Linked DNA regions of Mus musculus: region 1 is linked to region 2. Evidence: chromatin contacts called from public Hi-C data. All regions are on one chromosome and are shown on one strand. Each heading gives the region's core, a stretch centred on a gene start, on an enhancer-like site or on the middle of the called end of the contact. The rest is flanking DNA. Distances are from core to core; before and after follow the strand shown.

Region 1 (6,207 bases), core at 1,754-4,253, 820 kb before region 2:
TTTGTACTCATAATCCTCCCATTTCTGCTTCCTAAATGCTGGGATTATAGGTTAGACCCATTCAGTTAGACCTTAAATGCTAGGGTTATAGGTTATAATTATAGATTATGGGTCAGGCCACATTCAGTTCTGGAAACTCTAAAAGTAATTTCTCATATTAAGTTTTCTCTGTTAAAAATAACTAGTATGGGTGTGTTTCCCTAGCGACTTATATGGACAAAACTGCATACCTAGAAGGCATCCTTGAGGAGTTATGTTAGTCTGGCTGTAATCCATGACACCCTTCTCTGCCACCCTTCTTTCCTTACCAAGGTTGCTGTCTCTTTTACTGCTGAAATTTTTGCAGAGTTGATCATTTAAGTATATATATATATATATATATATATATATATATATATATATATCATTTCTGACAATTATAAAGCATTTTCTTGTATTAAAGGTGGGTAGAATGAGGTGACAATTCCTTGTGATGTTTCATGAGTTATGCTCATTACCAGCTTGCTTTTGCTTGGCTCCAGGATTACAGTAGATTGGTCTTAACTATTCTTAGTTCTCCCATCTATGAATTATATACTTATAGCTCACAAAACTCTTGCTGCTGTAACAAAATCCTTCCCTGAAGAAGAGATTCTTTAAAACAGAAAAGCCTAGTGCATTTGATTGAAGCACAGGTGAATATTAAATATTTCCAGGGGTCCTTGTATCATGCACTTGTCCTAAACTGAATGGAAAGAAACACTGTGATTGGCTATATCTTGGCTACAACACTGAGATTATAAAAGGATGCTTCATTAAAGCGAAGTCAGGATGGTATATTCAGGATAAAGAAGGCTTGATTCTGGGCAGGGCAAGATGTTTACTGTCAATGACTATTGGTTATACTATCCAAAGAATTTGAGTATCAGCCCTGTATCTTGGAGACTTTGCTTGCAAGATGGGATACTTTGCTCTGCAGGATTGGAACGGTCACACTAGGAACAACTCCTAAAGACAGCTCACTAGTACTTTTTTTCTCAGCAAGATTCTTGACTTCTAGTTTCCTTTCTGGCATATATTATAGAGATTGACTGACCATCAGTGTTGACTCTGACTTGAGTTTAAATCTTGGCTTTCATCTGTCCACTCTTGAGAGTTTGAGAAAGTTGTTTACTTTCTGTGTGTATCTGGCCAAGAATACCTTCCTTCATCAGTCTTTCTTCTACCATCTAACCGTCTTCATCAGGTTTTATAGTCACCTTTTTTTCCATTATAAAATACTGGAGTTTGAAGTTCTAAAATAGTGCCTGACATATTACAAGTCACTAGTGGGCATTGGTTGGTTATTATCACTCTCACCCCATGGCAGAGATGATTTCCAAAGAGCAGAACCACCATGCACTAGATTTATTGTACAAACGATGGACCAGATTTGTCTAAATCTTCCAAATTGTCTCCCATTGTTCCTCTTTCCTTTCAGGAATGAGTCAAGAGTATACGTTTAGGAGAGAAAAGAAGAAAGGGCACAGAGTCGGGAGGCTTAGAAGATGGAAGGTTCTGGAAGGAGTTGGGAGAGGGAAAAGTATGATCAGAATATATTGTATGCAAATTTCATTTTCAATTAAGAAAAAGAGAGTTCAAGGAGTTTAGGCTGAGGATGCTGGCACTTATATACCCTGAATCTCAACATGTGCAAGGCTGAGCCAGAAGGATCATGAGTTTGAATTCAGTATGTAGTACATAGTGAAAATTAGTCTCAAACTATCATAAACAAATAAGTAAATACTGATAAGTTATTCTCTACCAGTGAAACAAGCCAATTCAAGCCAAATTAAAATATATAAAGGCAGGTTTATTGGGAGGCAGATCTTGGGCAGATTTACTGGTCCCAAGGAACAAGGCCAGAGAAGTTGCCATGGGAAGGGAGACAGAAAGGAGGGGCAAGAGAAATCGAGAAAGAGCATGTACAAGCAGGGAGAGAGAGAAAATGCAGAGGCGTATGGGAGACCACAGTGTGTGGATTATATAAGGAGAAGCTTCTGGGAGAGGGGAAGCCCAGCCCCTGGACTGGAAGGAACTGTTAACAGGCAAAGGCACTGTGCTTAATTAAAAGATGGTTTTCACAGTATGCCAGACATGCTTGTAACATGTAGGGACTGAGGAATCCTGGGAGAACCTGGAGCCAGGTCCTCTTTGACATGTTAAATAGGCACTTCAGCATCCTTTCTGGGTCTGAAACCCAATATAGGGAAAGAAGGTAAGATCAGGAGTCAGGTATTCCTTGGACTCAATCCATATCAAAAACAGTACTAAAATAGTTGTTCTATCAAGTGTTTGGACATTGGCTCAAGCCACGAAGCAGAAACTTCTAGTTTTTGGTTGTATCAGGTGTTAGCCATTGACTTAGTGCGTCATGGGAATGTCAAGCCCTTCTGGTTTAGGGAGATAAGTAGATGTGCGCCTAGTGGGTTTGCACAGAACACAGAGACCTGAGGGCAGCAGCTTTGCTGCTCATATTCTCACTCCATATGCCTCATGGTTATTAATCTGGAGTGTTCATTTAATATGCCATCTCCAAGGGTCACTTATTCTTTTATTCCCCATGTATATATTTTACTTCAATCAGCATTAAATAGGTTATTATATGCAAGTACCAGTAAAAACAGTCTATTGTTAAAATAAGTCTCCCCCCCCCCCCATCCTCAGTGTGTTTCGACTTGGGCTTAAATCCTGTTTCCCTTGACATTCTTGCACCAGATGTCTTAGGTTTTACCTTAAACAGAAAAGAATTGCTCTTCAGTGGGGCAATTGAGTCTTCAGAAATAGGAGCTTATGTTCAGCTTATCAAATTTGGATCCAGCTCCTCCTCCATGATAATTAACATGCAATGATATTCCCGAGTCTTTTTCCCCTGGCAGGGTCCTGGCAGACTTTTCAAGGTTCAAGCTGGTTCTAAATAACACTAAGATAAATCTTTGCTTTTGTCACACTGTTGAGTCGCTAATAAAGAGAGCAGGCAGGCATTGTGGCGGGCTTTCTTTGGTCAGAGAGCCCTTAATGGTGTGTCAGGATTATATAATTCACCCTCCAAGAGCATCCAAAAGAGAGATAAATTGTTTGGTTGGGAGAAATTAACCGCGGATTGATCCTATCTGTTTTAATTTAACACAGGATGGCTTAGACTACTCCTAGGAGCAGATGGGCTATTGATCTGACAATAGGATAATCAGAGCATCAAAGCTGGGGTGGGAGAGCGAAGGGAGGGGCTTCCGAAGCGCTTGGGACTTTGCCAGAGTATTCCTCTTGGAACGAAAGCCATCTTTTAATTGGGCACGCGCCTTTGCCTGCTAACAGTCCTTATGATCAGTAAGAGCTCCCAAGGACTGGACCTGCATGGAGTTTTCCTGTAAAGAGCTTATGCTGGGCGTGCTGCTTGGCAGAGGGATGCAACTTGGCAGTGGAAGGGTGTAAACTGTGGGGGAAGGAAGGGAGCAAGGAGTTGGATACTGTGCTCTGGGAAGCCGCTGCTGAAAAAAGATGGAGACAGAGATAGCAGAGTTGGAATTAGAATCATCTGGTTAAACTCAGAGGCTACACAGTCTTCCTTTCTGCCTTTTTTTTTTCTTTAAATAAACATTCTATTTTCCTGCTACCAATTTGTTTTACTTCTGCCTAATTTACACATACTACACTTATCAATAATCTTCTCCCTGATCTCAAGGGTGAGGTTTCTTTGGGAGCCAGGTAAAGGTGTATATGGAAGCTGAGTGTCTCCAGGGTGTTAGGGTTGGGGCCATGCCCTTCTTTTGTACCTGCAGTTTTGCTTGTGAGTTAGGTGTCTCCTCTGGCTCGTGGACACTCAGTTAAAAGCTCATGGCCCCAGATGCTCCCAGATGGGTCAGGCAGAGTTCTTGGGATGCTATGGTGACTACTAGGTCAGGATGCCCTGACACATAACCCAGTTGAAGACCCAGCCAAGGCCAAGTATCAAAGGGCAAATGCAGTCCAGGGGGTCAGGGAAAGGGCAAATAAGTCTTGTGAGGGACACTTGGGACTTTGACAAGCTGAGTCTGCCTGACTTTGAGAAGAGCCTGCGTCATTCATGTCAAGGGTCCTCTTTGGGGATGAAGTAGTAGTAGTGGCTGACCATGGAGAATCCTAGTTTGCCCTGGGGTTTGGTCCATTAGTAAAGCTCTGAGGGGTGTCCAATGCAGCAGGAATGTGCAGATCTCTCTCTCTCTCTCTCTCTCTCTCTCTCTCTCTCAATCTCTCTCTCTCTTTCTCTCTCTCTCTAGGTGACAGCAAGTCTTAAAAAACAAACTTGAACTGCTCTTGGTAAGGGCAATAAACGGCAACAGTGACATGTACTTAGGTCTTTTAGTTGGGGACAAGGGGAAATGGTGGTGTAGTTTCTCCCTACTCTCTTCTACCTCTCCTGCTGTCCTACCTTTCACCCTTCCAATCTCAGATTTCCAGTGATCCTCCTTATGATTTAGAGCTAGAAAGGCCTTATGTCTCATCAGGATACCCACCAACATCTCCTAAGTGCTCTCTCCACCATGGGAACCTGGAGAGACTGATAACCATATATCAGGTCACATCTATCTGGAGAGAATTTCCTAACTGTGCTGGCAACAACCACACCCACCCTACTATTGCTGAAAACATCTTGGATGTATGAGGAGAGGCAGAGGGCAGAGAAGCCTTTAAGAGAAAGGAAATCATTTATTATTCATTCAACTGGAGGATCTATTACTATAAACTTCTAGGCTCTGTGGAGTTGGTAGTGATTCTGCTGAGTTTGCATCCCAGAAAAGTGAGAGCAGCTACAAGAATCCATTTGAGATATTGTGTGCTAGGAAGATTTATTTTTTTCAGTTTTTGGTTTCTTAAATGTTTTTAACTGAGATAAACTACATTACCTTTTCCCTTCATTTTTTTTCCCACCTGCCCCTACCAGATACCCTCCTTTGAACCTCTCCACATCACCCAACTCAGGTTGATTGGTTCTTTTATTATTCTCATATACATACATATTTATGTGTGTGTATATTCATAAATACATTTAAATACAATCCACAAAGCCCATTTTTGTTGTTTGTGTGTATATGGCCTTAGGGATGACTGCTCTGTGTCAGACAACCAATAAGGGAGCTTGTCCCTAGAAGAGGCTAATTAGTTCCTTGTATTCCTTTGTCTAGGGGTGTGATTCTGCAAAAAAATTTCCTTCCCCTGTTATGATTTCCACTGATATTACTACTGTTCCTTTCTTCTTTATGCAGCTATTTCTAGGAGAGACTATTTTACAGCAGACTTCCTGGTATTCTGGCTCTAACAGTCTTCTGTAATGTTCCATGAACACTGGAGCTGTGATGTAGCTTTACCCATTCGGACTGAGTTCTTCACCATTAGTTGAGCTCTACATTGTTTCCAGTTGTGGTTCCCTGGGATGGCCTTCATTTTCTGTCAAGACAAGTTTCTTTGAATGAGGGATGGTAGCTATGCTTATCTTTGGGTATAAGGACAAGACTTGGAGTGCATATCATGGTGGCAGAAGCTGATTCTTTTCAGAAGTACATGATCTCACTTGCCCTGGGAAGCTGGCTAGGTTACCAGTACTAGATATGATTTACCTCCTGTTGAGTGTCGACAGCTGTTGGGTGTTGAGTGTGTGTGAATGTGAGTGTGTGTATGTACATGCCACTTAACTGAACCTTTTTGCTCATCTTGTCTAGGAAGACTTTTTAAAGTCCTCATTATAATAAGATTTGAGATCTTCATTTCTATGTCAAAATGAAGCTTTAAAAATAAACAAAGCCCCCCCCCCCCCACACCAAGTACTTCATATATTTCTCTTATTCAGCATCAGTTGGTAGGGGGAGTTTATAAATTTGTCTTTTATGATTTTAATTCAGTTTTAAAGGTATGACAAAAGGCCTCTGATTTAACTCAAATATTTCATTTAGATTTTTTTTTTTCATTCAGCTAAGCCTCCTTTTGCTTTCCTTTTAAAGATGCTCATCTTAGGAAAAGCGTATTTTTTTGATGGCTAAAATGATAATGACTTCTTTTTTCCACCTAAGAGAAATACCAGCTAGAGGAATGCGAGACTCTTGCCATAGTGGAAAAATAATAAAGTATATTAATAGCTGAGCAAATGGATCTTGCTGGGAAACATTTTAGACTTTCAATGGTCTCACAGAGATAGAATGGTCCTTGAACTGAAAG
Region 2 (6,896 bases), core at 314-2,813:
CACTTAACACCCCACCCCTACTTCCTTCTGTACTGTCACAGATTGTAGGCTTTGCTACTTTCCTTGAGCCGAGTAATAGTTTTTGGCTATATGTACCACATTTTCTTTAACCATGCACACATCAGTGGCCCCATGGTTTGTTTTTATTTTCCAGTTACTGTGCCTCAGTCTACAGTGTCTGTGGAGGTGTAGGTGGTATTTGATATGCCGGTCAATGCCTTTGCAGTGAGACTCAATCCCATGGTATGATTGCTAGAATGCAGTGTAGATCTGTTGTCACTTGATTGAAAATCCGGCAACTGCTTCTACATTATCTGTCAGAAGTTGGCTTACCGTATGTTCCTAGAGAAAGCTTTCTAGTGGCCTGATTGGAACTTATGTGGGGGCACCGCATCTTGCAATGAGAATCTGACTCTTGCTTCTGTCCTTGCCACATGTATCTCCTCTAGCACGCCCTCTAAATGGTCCGAGCCTCACTCTCCTCATCTACAATGTACCTGTCTTAAGTTGATGAATAGAACTTCTAAAGCCTACAAAACTGACCAACATATATTACAAAACATATATTCAATTGACATTTACCCTTCCTGAGTGCTCTAATGCCTGTAACGGATTCTCTGATCCACTGAATCCACAGGATCTGGTACTGTCTTCCCCTACAGAGAAGGACGTACTGCAGAGAGACTCAACACAAGTCCTGACTATTTCACAGCCAGTACAAACTAACCCTAAGAGTAATGTCTTCAGACTAGCTTTCAAATGCTTTACAATGTATCACCCAGTCTTGACTCCTTCTGGTCTACAGGTATTTACTGTGTTATTTCTGTGATCACCTAGTCCCTGTGATGAAAGTAGTGATCCAGGTCCAGCTCCTGATTCCATTCCTTCATCTTCCCTTAGCAACAGTGAAGACAGTTACTTCAGTTTCTACAATAGAAGTTACTATAGAGCCTGACAAAGAGTACAAAGTACGTACTCACTGTAGTGTTGATGAATGGATCATTCTAATACAATATAGTTCAGGACTACTGTTGCTAGAATTATGGATGTTGGGCAAACAGACTGTATTCTTCAGGACACAGGTGTTGTCCAAAGCACGCACTTTAAAGTCACACATGCCAGTTTTAAATCCCAGTTCTGTATGATTCAGGCAGCTCTCTTAATCTTTCTGAACTTCAGTGTCTTTATTTCGAAAACACAGTCAACAATACTAGCCTTGAGGTGTTATTTTGAGGATTGAAAGTGCATGGCTTAGAAACTGGCACACAGGAGGTACCCAATCAATGGTGGCGATTATGTGGGGCTTCAGTGAGAGGGAGAGCATCCATCTAAACTGTGCAAGTATGGTAGGCATGTGGCTAGGGCATCTCCCCAGCCAGAATTATGGCTGGAATAGCCTGCTGGGTCCAGACACTCTGAACACAGAGTTCTTTCTCAGACTGGAGATCTTTGCTGGCCTTTCTTTCTCCATGGAACTTGGGAGGAAGAACAGGTCCTGGCCTTGCAAACTGCTATGTTTCTGTGGCTGAGTCATGTTGACCAGCTCCCAGAACAACTTGTGCCTGTGTTGTTAAAGCACAGAGGTCCTCAGGCGCCATGAAAGCCAGGCCTGCCTTTTTATCCGCCTGCCTACAAAGGCCAGGATCCCACACGTGGGACAGAATGTAAACACACTCCCCAAACCTCTATTTGCTCTCAAATTGGCCAATGTTTCCTGTCCACCCCTCAAACAGACTCCCACCTTCTATTCAGCTTCAAAGACTAAAAATGCAAATGAGAGAAGTCTTCAGGGGTGACTGGGACAGAGAAATTTTGAGCTATTTCCTGCGATTTTCAAGATTATTTCTTATAATTTTAGCAAAACATAAATAATATATATATACATACATATATATTTGCTTGGAAAAGCAGGGAAACATTAACATTGTATTAGTAATCGTATAAAATAGGACAGGAACCTAAAAATCACGTAAATAAACAATGGAAGGAGGCTTGTCATGTCAACAGGAAAGTGAATAGGGAAACTCATGACACAGGCATGTGTTGAAATATTCACAACTCCCAAGCCTGTTAGTTTTAATGACATGAGAAAGCTGGTTAACAGCTGGGAGTAGTGGCACACACCTTTGATCCCAGCACTCAGGAGGTAGAGGCAGATTGATCTCTGAGAGTCCCAGGCCAGCCTGATCTAGGAAGTGAATTGCAGCGCAATCAGAACCACATAGTGAGACTCTCTCATGAAAAATAAATACAAATAAATACATGAATTAATAATAAAAATAACAAACTGTTTATAACACATGAAAAAGTTTATGAAATTGAGCTTAGTGCAATTTTAATTATTAAGTACATGTGAAATATACTGCAAGATCATAGAGTTCTCTAGGGATTTTCATGTGTGTGTATGTGTGTACATATGTGTATATATATATATATATATATATATATATATATGCAAACATGCTTGTACAATAAATGATAAAGCTTGCTCATGTTAGAGCATGCTTTAAAATACAATAGCGTCACATTCAGGCTTTTTTTTTTTAAAGGAAGCTCTAAAACATGCAAACTTAATAAGAACCTGGATAATAAAGATTTTTCCTTCCTAAGTCTCCCAGATATAGGCATCATGTAGTCAACTAAACCAGAAGGAAGGTGAGTCAAGAGAGATGCATTAGCTGCAAAATTGGGGAAGGATATCATATAAAAAAAATTATAAAACTATTCCAGATTCTTAGTTATCCCACTAGCTCTGTCCCTAAACACTGTTGATCGTGACTAGCCTATCATTGCCCTCTGCTCCCCAGTCCATGCACTTGTAAGAAGGGGTTAATCACTCCTCCACCCATCTGTTGACTTATTCAAACACTTTCTCGGGGATCAGAGAAAAAGCACTGGCTGAAACAGATACTTGTCATGCCTTCTGGGTACTTGTGCTCTTTTATATTAAAAAAAAAAATCAAACACATAGGCTAGTGTTAGGAACATGAGGAACAATGGACAAGGTCAGAAGGTAGCATGAGCGTCAAGGTCCTTAGAGATGGCATCAGTAGGTAGGTCATTAGGTGAGAAAGAAAGTCCTACTGGTAGTCAATACTGGGCAGTGTCCCAGGGGAGGCAAGCCAGGAAGCACCAAAGTGCTGTAGCACGGGGTGGGGTGGGGGTGGGGGGTGGGGTGGGGGGTGGGGTGGGGGTGGGGGGGACATGGTTGCGCCAGCGGTGATGAAGCATAAACTTAGTGTTTTTCTCCTAAACTTTAACCAAGGTCCACCCCGCAGTCAGTCAGCAGGCTCAAAATGCTTTCAGAGCCCTTGAGAGCTAAAGTCCAAGGCCTCTGCCCAGGGAGTGAATTGATGGAATTTAAAGGCAGTGTCGCCTTGGAGCTTTGAAGGTCCGCTGAACAACTATTAGCTGATCCACTTGACAAACAGTGACGCAGTCACTATGTATGTTTGTGCCCAAGCAGGTGACGATTTTCTCTCCACTGACTCCAGTCAAGGACTTTCTGCTTCCAGATTGCAGGTTCCAGGTGACATTGGGCACACGGGATCAGGAGGGGAGTGGAACAGGTCATGCCCCAGGAAGGCAGCATGAAGCTGGACTCACCTGATGTTTTGAACAGCCCACTTAGCTTCAGTGTGGCAGGAACATATTCTTTTGAAGCCTAAAGAAAGTATGCTGATTCATCAGTTTCCAAACCCATGGGAAAAGAACCCATTGTTAAGCTTCTAATATATTTTCCCTAACCCCTACAAGGATAGCTATAGTTCAGGGAGATAAACTGGGATGAAGGTAAGGCAAAGCGAAGCAATTACTGCCATCCATAATTATAACCCATATCGTTTATTGTGTGCTAATAGCTGCATTTCCAAGCAGATGTTATTAATTAGTGAAATAACAAGGCAATTTGCATTCATCTCATTTCAGAGAAGAAATAAAACTACCTCCTCTAACCAAACATAGGTAATTCAGTTTTGTTGTTTTTCTTATAATACATGGGGAAACTGAGGCACAGAGACACTGGATTCTTTAAAAGCATCTTTACTTAAAGCTTCCTAGAAGGAAGATTATTATCATGGGTAGCAGTGTATATAGATAAAGTGGCAAGGTGCTGGCCCAGAAATCATGATAACGTGGAGACAGGGAGATTGGTTAGCCCAATCTGCCAATATCCACAGCAGTCATCATTCTGGGCCTCTGATCTAATCTCTCTGAGTTGTTTTCTTATCCAAAGCATAGGAACCATCAATCCCTGACCAATGTGATTGTTTTATAGAACAAATGCGGAACATACGTACCTTCACAGCAGATATAGTTTGTGAGATAAATGGACTCTGCTCAGAGTTTAGGAGGAGAAGTAGCATTTCAGAGGGGGATAGAAAGGCTGCACGTTAATCGACCTTATGGCTAGATAGTTCGAAGAATGTATCTGGGGCCACAGAAGCAGAAGGAAATTGAAATTATCTGAGAGAAAATATCACAAGACCAGCTGGAATTCTAGCATGAAGCATGAGTAAGGGACCCAGCAGAATCATTGTCCCTTAAAAGTATATAGGCAGAAGGAACTAGGGCAGAAGGAAGTGCATGTGGATTCAAACATTGTATGACTTGATTCTAGAGCTAATGTGATTGGTAAAACATTCAAAGGCCTGCTTTTCCTTATGAACATCTTAAGAAACAGAAGTCTTCGTATCTATAAAAAAAGCAACTGGCAACATCTATTAAAATTATATTTGCCATAACATATTTATTAATATATATTAGTACAATTATAAAATAGTATATACATATATATAATATATTTATGTGTGTATACACACACATATATATATGTAAAATATGAATGTAAGACAAACATAAACAGCCCTGGTGACCAAGAGTTTGGTTACATATTCCCTTTGTTGTTTGTTGTTGTTGTTTGTTGTTTTTTGAAAAATGAAAGTCAGAGACATGATCTTCCAAACCACTTTTGTATCTCAAGTATGAGGACAGTCACAGAAGTTGGACCCAGGTGGTGTTTACCAGAACCCTGGCACCCATCTTCTCTCACAGTGTTCATACCTCATGCCACTTCACTCTCCATGGATGCACCTCTGTGTGTCTGAGCTAGCTCACCAGATGGTGGGGTGACTCTAGGACTGTGTTTGACTATGAAGTTTGGGCCACCCAATATTTTCACCCTAGAGAAGAGACATTGAAAAACTGCCTGGTTAAGCAAGCACATGTAGTTTGAGCTGAGGGATCTGGCTGACATATCAGAGAAATGCCTTTGACTTCAGTATCAGTCTCTTAGTCCTCTAGGTTGTTGCTAATGGGGGCTAGCTTAGTGCTTTGTTGAAGCATTAAGTTGTAAAAAGAGATCACACATAAAAGACACTGGTAAATAAGAAAGAAGCACAGAAAGTCTGTTCTTTTTCTATCTACCCCCCTTCTTTCCTCTTGATGTTGTTACTTGTAGCTTTATCCTTTGGGTCACTGGAGGACAAGGAAATAGCCTTTTTAGTTCATCTAGAATCTGATCACACATATTCCACTTGATTCTCCTGTCTGAATTCTCCCAGAATGAAGACAGGAAGAATGGCTTTATATGGCATTATCTTTCACAGAGTAGCATCCTGCCTTTCTATCAGACTGAACAGGCCGAATGCAGGATGATGAGAGGCTCTCTGTCAATTCCTATTACCAATCAGTAGAAATGATGTGAGGATCCCAGGCTTTCCCACATGTTTCTTGCCAAGGGCTGTACTATTTTGTTCTATTGCCTTGAATTACCTGTGATAAGGAGGGGGTGTTAGTTAAATATTTTCTACCTAGTAATGACCTTATTTGTGTAGGACACCTTTTCTTCCAAGCTTCATTTCCTTGGCAAATATCTCATCATTTAGAAGACACATCCTAGCATCATCTACCACCAAATTGCCTTGACAGACTCAGTTTCTAGAAAGGAGATTATGCTCTTTGATTGTCTTTCACAGGGCTTGATTCAACCTTTGTGACACATGTAGTTCCTTCCTTGACTCCCTTTTCTATTGACTGGGACAATGAGGTCAGAGGTATTCATCCGGGAATAGGAGAACCATACTTAGATAGGACTCATCATGGCCATGTGGACAATCCTTTTTGAGCCCTGACTGGTGCTTTGCAGTTAGATTATTTTAGTTGCAATGAAAATACTGGTTAGGATGATTTTCCCATTAAATAATGAAAGTACCAGCTAATAATGTTATAAATAAAAGACAATCTTCTCATCTCACCAACGATGCTTCAGCTGGCTGGATACTCCAAGTACTGGCACCATGCCTTTGGCATTCGGCCATCTTTAGCCTGTAGGCTATTGTCTTCAATTTTTCTCTTAATGGGGGAAAAAAAGGCAAGGCAGATGGAAGTATCACACTCTGCAGAAGGACATGGGTGTTCCTCTTCAGGATAGAAAATGTTTCCTAGAAACTTCAACAGGATCCTCTCTACATCTCATAAACTCCATATACAGTTCTGGGCTATTCACAGGCCAGAAGAAAAATGTTTTAAATTGGTTTGCCAGCATCCAGAAACTCAGCCTCCTTCTGAGATATGCTGCAAACACGTGGCCAGTACTGAGGAAAAACCTTGACTCTCTTAAAACAAAAATCCACCAATTATCCTGCCACAGTGAGGATCCATTGGCGAGAAAATTCTATTTTACCAACGAGCAAGGAAAGGTTTAACAGTCATTAACTGGATTAGGGTAGATTAACCATGGTATCGAAAGTCTTTTGAGACATTAGTGTCTAATTTTTAAACTTTGTATTTTTCACTCACATACAATGGGAGAATAGGAGGGCCTGAAGTTATTCAGTAAAAGAGATCTACCATATGGATCCTTAGAGACCTACATTCAGAGAGGGCAGAAGAAGGAA

Evidence for each region. A called contact is a pair of places that touch in the nucleus more often than the background predicts.
Region 1: a contact with region 2 is called in a Hi-C map of uterus, with 9 times the contacts expected there. The contact joins two enhancer-like sites.

What each region holds. Positions count from the first base shown.
Region 1 is chr15:63,529,632-63,535,838 of GRCm38.p6, reverse strand. No RefSeq gene overlaps it. Among named protein-coding and RNA genes, the nearest start is that of Gm25702, 51 kb to the right of the region's middle. Within about 2 kb of position 3,003, at least 28 of the 459 cell types and tissues checked have an H3K27ac peak or open chromatin away from gene starts, as enhancers often do. A contact at or near this core is called in uterus, where this site is marked.
Region 2 is chr15:62,709,153-62,716,048 of GRCm38.p6, reverse strand. No RefSeq gene overlaps it. Among named protein-coding and RNA genes, the nearest start is that of Gm41333, 43 kb to the right of the region's middle. Within about 2 kb of position 1,563, at least 8 of the 459 cell types and tissues checked have an H3K27ac peak or open chromatin away from gene starts, as enhancers often do. A contact at or near this core is called in uterus, where this site is marked.